Linked DNA regions of Capsicum annuum: region 2 is linked to region 1. Evidence: chromatin contacts called from public Hi-C data. All regions are on one chromosome and are shown on one strand. The core of a region is the stretch at or near the end of the contact, and the rest is flanking DNA. Distances in the headings are between cores, read along the strand shown. Region 1 has its middle 18 kb from the start of LOC107859092. Region 2 has its middle 78 kb from the start of LOC124896245.

Region 1 (4,388 bases), core at 298-2,797:
ACCGGTATCCGCAAATCCTGTTTCAATTCTATAAAGGTTAAAAGAAAAAGAAAATTGATGAATTTTTAACTCAAATAAAATAGTACTCCTATTACATTATTAAAGAGGTCATAATGAAATAGTAGGCGTTGACGGATTAGGCAAGCCAAAAAAAAAGGACCTTTCCTGAAATAACTGCCACGTGCATCACATGTGAGAATTAGTGGTTGAAGGTTCCATTGAGTTTGGCTAAGTTTGGGTGTAATTAGGCAACATCCACTCCCCTCCTTTCCAAAGTTACTATACGTCCACTCATTTCTATTATGTTTGGTTTAGATTCGTTTTAATTTATGTGGTATTGTTGTTGTTGTTCTTATTATTATTATTATTATTATTATTATTAATTTATCTTTAAAAGAATAACAAATTTAAGGTTTTTGAAAGTAAATTTTTGAGCTTTTATCTTACTAATGGCAAAATGGATATTTGTTTTCTTCTATATGTGGTGTTGGAAATTTTTTATCAATTTATGAGTTGAATTTTTTAGGTTGAATTGGAGTCAAAGTTCATCTCTTATAAAAGTTGACTTTAAATTGGCTTCTAAAGCCAAGTTTTAGTCAAAGTGTTTGGCATATTATCCGTGTAAGCAAACTTTTGATGTTTTAAGTTTGATTTATCACTTCTAAACTTCAGAGACGTGTGTATAAGTTTTGATAATTTATTCATTTCAGGTCATTTCAGGTATCTTAATTTTGTTTCCCTCATGATACCTTCATTCCAGTGGTACATTGGTACCTTATGCATTTCATCCATAGTACCTCAATTTAATTTATCCGTCCATTTTATTTCAGTAATAGTTTCATTTTTATAGTATCTAAATTTAATTTATTTGTCTAAAACTAGCCCGATCCAAATAGAAATTTATGAGGATCTACAATATAATAACTAAATCATGACAAGCGAAAAAAATATTACATATGTCGATACCTCACACAACAGTCAATGCCATGAAATATTTGTTAATCAACATCGAGCAAAATTTTTGAAGAAGATTTTATCTATAGTTTGCCAAAATGAATATAGTTTAAACAATACGGTAAAATCGAATATATATATATATATATATATATATATATATACATATATATAGTGGCGGAGCCACCTTGTGATTAGGGGTTCATCCGAACCCCCTTCGACGAAAAATTATACTATTTCTATATAGTGAAAATTTCTTTTTATGTATATATAATTGATGTTGAACCCCCTTCGGCTAGTTCGTGTGCCTACATTTTTCGATTTTAAACCTCCTTGGTGAAAATTCCAGCTCCGCCACTATATATATATATATATATACTTCTCCATTTGATTCTGAATGGAATACTTTTTACATAATTTCAAGAAATTTGTTTTAAATAACATATTCAATTAAACTATATATATGATACTAATTGATATGGGAGAGCATTTATAATATCTTTTCTAAAAATGTCTACCCACTACTTGTCGTCCCCTAACAATCACCTATACTATATATCATATTGGCATAATCTTCATTGAATTTTGTACTTCAATTTGGTAGGACCTACTTAAGATCCACCCCACACCTTTGGGAGTCTCTATTGTCCTCCAATCTCCCTCCCTCTTGACCTTCAGCCATCCCATCTAAGAGTATTAAAAGATAACTTACTTAAATCTAACATGTTTAATTCATCACTTGTAGACCCAGGTTCAGCATATAGTATGAGATGACAAAATTGAATTTGAATTCTATGTATTCTTTAGATGATAAAATAGAATTTGAATTCTATGTATTCTTTTGTGAAAGTCAAAAGTCTCTTTTAATTTCCATTTTAAAATTTCTCCCCATTATCCGGAAAGACAACAATAACAAAGGACAAAAAGAATAAAAAACAAAGGGCAAATTTTGTAAACTTGGAAAAATGTCCTTTTCAACTAATTTTTTTTATTACTCTCTCCGTTTCATAAAAACGAATTATTTAATTTTGGCACACATATTAAGGAAAAAACATTAAAGACATAAATTTAACACAATTTTTTATTTTTATCCCAAAAAAAGAAAAAATTGACCTTATAATACCTTTTCAAAAGTTAATTTGTTGTCAAATCATAAGGACAAATTTGAAAAAAAATTCAATGATTCACTTATTTTAAAACACCAATAAATACCTCAACAATTCACTTATTCCGAAACGGAGGGAGTATTGTTTTTTAACTTTCCGGATCGGGTGTTTTTTTCCATATTTAGTTAATTATGATCATACTAATCAACTATTTAAATAAAATTGATGAATAAAGTATGATATTTAAATCAAAAAGTGGTCCATGCATCCATGAATCATGATCAAAGCGTAATTTGCTATATTTAATTAATTAACGGTATTCACCATATTCTTGTGATGATTTAACCCCATCATATATACTTTTTTTTTCGAGGAAACCTGTAGGTTTGCGTCCCTTCTAAGTTAACTATATATCATAAAAATCTGAAAAGCCAAAAAGAAGAAAGAAAAAAAAAATAAAAAATCTCGTGAAGTAAAGATAACCAACCACGGGCCAAAAACGGGATGCTGCATGCCGTGGTCCTCTCTAAAATTAAGGTGGTCCTTAGATGTTTTTGTTTTCTCATTTAATTATTCCGTATGTATTTAATATCTATTAGATCGACTAATCTGAATTCATGAGCGGAGACATGCTTTAATATTATAATATTTGAATTTGACAGAAAAAAATAGTTTTGATTTAAATTGGATAGTTGTGTTTAGAGATGCATTTTACAAGAACTCATTTAGTAACACTTTAGGTCGTTGTTCAAGAAATCACTATAACGGGTGAAGCGTTTCCTATCAAAAAGTTTCATATTTCGAAAGCTTGAGTCCAAGATCTTTGGTTAAGGATGAATGTATTTCAACGATCTCACTACACTTGTGACACTTTACAAGAACTCATTTACTAACACTTGAGGCTGCTGTCCAAGAAATTACTATGCGGGGGTGAAGTGCTTCGTATCAAAAAGTTTTATATTTCGAAAATTTAAATTTAAGATCTCTGATTAAAGATGAAGGTATTTCAACGATCTCACTACACTCCTCATCACAGTTAAAGATGTTCCTAGATATACCTGCTATGAGACTTTCCAATAATTTTCTCTATATCTACCATCTTCATGCATGGTCTTGTGGTCCTTGACTAGAAAAATGCTTAACTAAATCAAAATGCTTTGTACTTTGGTAGAGAATGATATTTTTGACCATTAGCTAGCTAGCTAGTTTTAGGGGTTCCATGTTGAAACTTTGTTTTAGGATTAATTTTTCTCTTTTGCTCAAAATCATCATTTTAGGAAACTAACCAAAAAGTTTCTTACTTACGATTTTCGAATCATCTAAATGATATGTTAACTAATCTATTGGTTAATTATTAGCATTTTGAGCTCACATTGGAGATGAGTTGAGAATTAAAAATAAATAAATAAAATACGTATACTATTAAATTAAGAAAGGAATAAAAGAAAAATAAATTAGCCTTTGCCTTGTTGCCTGTTGGGAAGGTCCCCATTCAGATTATCACAGACTTTATATTACGAGGATCAACTTGCATATATCTACCAGAAATTAAAGACAGTAATACATGAGGTCACGAGCCATTGCTTTGCCTTATTATTTATAGATTATTTATTTATTATTCTAACTTGCCAACGGTTTCATTGAAGGGAAATCAATGGAGAAAGATAAAATAATATAATGAAATAGTGACGGAATCAGAATTTTTATTTAAGATATGAAGTAAAACAGGAAGAAGTCCAGAAATTGAACATCTATTATATATAAATAAAAAAAAATAATTCAAACGATAAATTTACAATATAATTTTTTTCACCAAAGGAGATTTGGGCAGGATTGGCCCCATTACTCCCACATGGCTCCACCGATCTGCACTCAAATATCTATAGTTACTAATATTAAACGCAACAAATAACTTTAGTATTGCTTCCATGATTACGTACTTACATTCAAATATATAAGATTAAACACTAACGTATACATCATTGAGTACGATATAAAGGTATATTTGTACAACCTTTAGTCCACTTCTAGTGTGAAATGGACCCTGCCTTTTTACGGCCTGTACATGAAATGCCTGCATATATATCTTCCGCAATCTTAGAAAAGATTCGATCAAAATAATAATAATTAATAATTCGACTTGTCATGCTTACTTTTTAGCTTATGAGCGGAGTCAGAGGTTTGGTTAAGAGTTCAACAGAACCTAATAGTTACGTTCAAGATTTTATATTTATATCACACATGATATTTTATTCAAAATCTAATAAGTTACAATTTTGAAACTTCAATTCAAAACTCATAAATATAAAATTCTGGATCTGCCTCTGC
Region 2 (4,736 bases), core at 1,223-3,722, 85 kb after region 1:
TTTGTTTTGTTTATTAGATCCGTCTGCTCCTCTATACTCCAACAAGCATTCAAGATTGTGAAGTTCATAGCTGAAGAGCTTAGATAGATTATGGACTTTAAGCATAACATTCCTAATATATCTGTTATTGCTCATGTGCTAATTGAAATTTTGATAGTATCTACTGAAGAGATAAATTTGATGAGTACTATTGAAAAAATAAATCTATTTATGATTTGAGGTGAGTTTTCTAAAATTTTAGTGTTCGTCAAGTTTTTATAATGATAAATAATTGTCTACTCTTAATGACCAATTGCTATGAGAAGTTATCTTTATGATTTTTATTTATAATGTTTCATATACAATTGATATTAACAATTAGAATTGACTTACCATTTTGTTCAGCTTATTTGCATGCCACAAGAAAGTGATATTAACAGAACAACTGAACTTCATAATAAAAATCAATATATACATATATATATATATATATATATATATATATATATATATATGAAATATGATGAGTGAGATCTCGAGTAAGTGTTTACATAATTTCTTCGTTGGTTCTTATTCTACTTTATTTTTTTCCTCATCATCGATATTTATTCTTCTTCTACTTTATTATATTTTTTTGGTGATTGTTAATTTGTTATAAGTAGTTGTGTTACATTATTATACTTATTCATAATGTAGTGTTATTATTTAGAATTATGTTTCCGTACATCAATATTAATATAATTTTAACTTGTCATATCAATAGTAATAGTTTATTCACTATATTTAATTTGCTCATTAATTGTTAGTGAATTGTCATTTTATTAATTAGAATTTTTGTAGGAATCCACAAATTTCAAAATCTACTCTCTATGTTTATATAAAGATATCCATGTTTATATAGCTAATTATAGCTGTGACTACTTAAATAAGAGGAGCCGATAATTATTATTCAATATAACATACTTAGGCTTCAACTCAAGAGTGTCTTTGAGCTATGAAGAAATAAAGTTTCTCTTAGAGGATAATGATCGGAACTCTCTTCTGAAAAAGGATCACGTTTGTTGTTTAAATATTAAATTACTAAAATATCTTTTTTATTTTTTTAAAATTAGGAGATTTAAGTACCTTTTGAAAGACCCAAGTATCTTTTTAAAGTCACAAGTATCACTTCAAACAATATGAGAGCAATATAATAAGTTGATTTTTATTTTTAAATATATATAAACAAATGATCATTAATCATGATTTAGTGGACCTAAAACTGACGTAGTCTTGAGTAATATAGTCCTTAAAGAAATAAACTTAAATTTACATATGCTTATAAATGGATGCGACTACGTAAGATAAATAACGATTCATGCTTTTGAATGTTTTACGAAGTTGTTAGAAAGTGATACATATTAGTATGTTAGAAAGTGATGCATTTGAATGCTTTTGAATGCTTGTATTTCTATTTGAGACAATTATTAAAAAAAGTGTCAATTAGGGTAAATATTAGTATGGTAATTTGTGATATCTCACCCTCTTAATACTACCATAATTAGTTATAGTATTAATTTAAAGTCGTTCTACCATATCATAAATTTTAAATCCTAGATCATTTTTTTGTCTATGTGAACATATAACTACTTACAATGTGACAATATAATGATATATATAATTTTTTTTGTGTAGTTACTCTTGATCTTTAGTTATTTAATTTATTATAAAATATTGTAGAGACATAAAATCTCAAAGTATAATGTTAATCGACAAAAAGACTAAACAAAGAAGGACATAAAACCTTATCTCGCAAGATAAACATAAATTCATCATATACATGCATTCAAAAGCTAATTCAAGCATTGTATCGATATAATGACATTTATGCTCATTATTTAAACAAATATTACATTTAGTGTAATATTAATAAGTTTTTTCCAAACAATTGTTATTCTTATCATTTTATATTAACGATGCAATATGCACGTGTAAAGCACGTACCATGGGCTAGTTATATAGACATATAGATATATAAATTATAAATTATATATATAGATATAGATTATAGATTATAGATTATAGATGTACCAGAAAGATAGTAACACAGGAGTTCACGAGCCATTGCTCTGCCGTGTTATTAGATAGATTATTTCTTTATTATTCTAACTTCCATCTGTTTCGTCGAAGAGAAATCAATGGAGAAAGATAATACACTCAAATAGCGGTTGAGCCATAAAATTTATTCAAAATATGAAAAAATAAGCCCATGAAAAAGCCATGAAAATTCAACATTTATTATATATATATAAATAATCTTAATCTTGAGCTTATAATATAATTTTTTACCAAAGTGAACTCACACTTGGCTCCGCCCAAGTGCACTCAAATATCTATAATTACTAATATAAAACGCAACAAATAACTTTAGTATTGATAAAACACTAGTACGCACAAACGTATACATCATGGAGTACGATATAAAGGTACATTTGTGCAACCTTTAGTCCACTTCTAGTGTGAAATGGACCCTGCCTTTTTACGGCCTGTACATGAAATGCCTGCGTATATATCTTCCGCAATCTTAGAAAAGATTCGATCAAAATAATAATAATAATTCAGTTGGTATGGAAGCTTTGCCATGCTTACTTTTAATTAGCGTATGGTAGAGCTAGAGTTTTAGTAATGAGGTCGATAAATCGTAGTAGGTTTATACAAAATTCTACATATTATTAATAGTCAATTAATATTTTATTTAAAATCTAATAGATTACGCTTTTTAAAATTCAAAATTCATAAATTTAAAATTTTGAATTTGCCTCTGTTCTGACCGGAACCAAGTGCATGCCACCAGGCCAAGGACCAAGGACCAAGTTGATGAAGATGAGATTCACCCAATTGCCTTCTTTCATCTATTATTGTATGCCAATAAGGGCACCCACAGGCTAGTGATGCCACTTTGGTGTTTTTACGGTGTCAGTTCATGAAGAGCCACTTGAATTTCATGGTCCATCCAACGTATCCTTTCACTAAGATATAACGTTTAGCATGTTGATGGTATGGTAGAAATTAGTTCGGAGATAAATTTATATCACTAATCAAATATGATATAAATTTTATTTATAGGATATCTCAAACTTATTCATGAGATATTCTACCTTATACCTCCTACCAAATGACAAATAATTTTAACATGTTTGAAAACACAATGTTATAGTCTAATTAATCGGTTCGACCTTTTCATGAACTCGCACATATATAGCATAATTTTTAGCTTATTGAGATGCTCCTTTGTAGTTTAAATTGTATTAGCTGTCGGAAGTTGATCATTAATCACGCAAGGAAGATCATTTTGTCGTTAGTTAAAATGAGTGAACTCATACACACAGTGGCAAAGTCAGAAATGTCATTGAAAGTGTTCAAGATTTAATATATATCTAAAAATAATATTTAACTTATGTACATAAAAATTATTTTTTACATATAATACATTTTCGGAAAAGGGGTGTTCAACTGTCTACCTTCGTCTATGTAGCTACACCACTGCTAATGCATTTCCTTTTTTTTTTATTTGCTTTTTCTCCCTCCACTATCAGATAGTACTACGTATTAGAGGTGGGGTAATATACATTTGAAAATTATGAATTTTGAATTTATTCTTTTTTATATTATTAGGTTTCAAATTAAGGCCCATTTGGTAATGAAAATAACATATTTTTTTAAAATTGGAGCTAAAGTTGAAGTTGGTGTGTGTTTGACTATGAATATAAATTTAAGTTATTTTTAAAATTTTATGAGAAGAATAGTTGTGAAAACAAGTTTTAGAGAAATAATTTTCATTAAAGTGAAATAATTTTTACGGTAAAATATTACTATTTTCACTTTTTTTTTCAATAAAATGAAATAATTTTTTGAAAAAGGGTAAAAAAATTCGCATGGCCAAACGCATACTTTAGGGTCTCAATAATTTTTTTATGTCGAATACAAAATATGAACCAAAGTACTAGTTCAGTTGAACTTGTAAAATACACAGTTACACATTATAGCCTTATCCCGATCTACATTAGGGTCTGAATTATTCGGATTAGCATCAAAAAGTTCCTTGGAAAGTAACAAGCTTGCTTCTAAATATGAATATTTTACTTTTAGGACTTAAACCCAAAACACTAATTAGTTGAGGTGGGAGAGTTACTGTTGTGAACCAAGTCGACTTTGTACTAGGCTATGGGTTAGAAGCGGTGAATTGGACTGATCTAGTTGAGATTATTGGACCTATTGAAATGTTGGAGTATTTTATTTGGGATCCAGGCCCAATTGTCAATTGGTTAAATAGGACTTGGAATTCGACAGAACAATTATGCGTATTATGTGAAGCCTTGGCTTGTTCTCTCATCTCCATTCTGTCTCTAGTATCTCATCCCCTTCTTTTTACTTTCTTACTATGTTATCTCTATCTTATTAATTAGTTAGCGTGACTATTACTTTTTGTTCAGATTTTAAGTTGTAATTTATGTTGAGCGAATCTAAATATATTTCCTGTTTGTGTTAAAAATTTGGATTGTTGCATTGGTGCTTTCATCCAGAGATCTTCAATGGAGGACCAAAAATTTCGAACTCCTTATGATTCAATTAACGTCGGGAGGGATTCAAGGTCAAGGGAGATATGTGAAATTCACTCATTAGTACAGGAGTTGATTGGAAACCCTGCAAGGTCTAAACCTACTCCGATGGAGTTTCCACGGTTCTGTGGCGAGAATCCTGAGTTATGAATCTCTCAG

What was found. A called contact is a pair of places that touch in the nucleus more often than the background predicts.
Region 2: a Hi-C map of placenta shows a contact between it and region 1, with 1.8 times the contacts expected there. The contact joins two enhancer-like sites. A contact is called at or near these places in 3 of 5 Hi-C or Micro-C datasets (bud, leaf and placenta).

The regions. Positions count from the first base shown.
Region 1 is chr2:118,331,519-118,335,906 of UCD10Xv1.1, forward strand. No RefSeq gene overlaps it. Among protein-coding and RNA genes, the nearest start is that of LOC107859092, 18 kb to the left of the region's middle. Within about 2 kb of position 1,548, at least 2 of the 5 cell types and tissues checked have an H3K27ac peak or open chromatin away from gene starts, as enhancers often do.
Region 2 is chr2:118,415,734-118,420,469 of UCD10Xv1.1, forward strand. No RefSeq gene overlaps it. Among protein-coding and RNA genes, the nearest start is that of LOC124896245, 78 kb to the right of the region's middle. Within about 2 kb of position 2,473, at least 1 of the 5 cell types and tissues checked has an H3K27ac peak or open chromatin away from gene starts, as enhancers often do.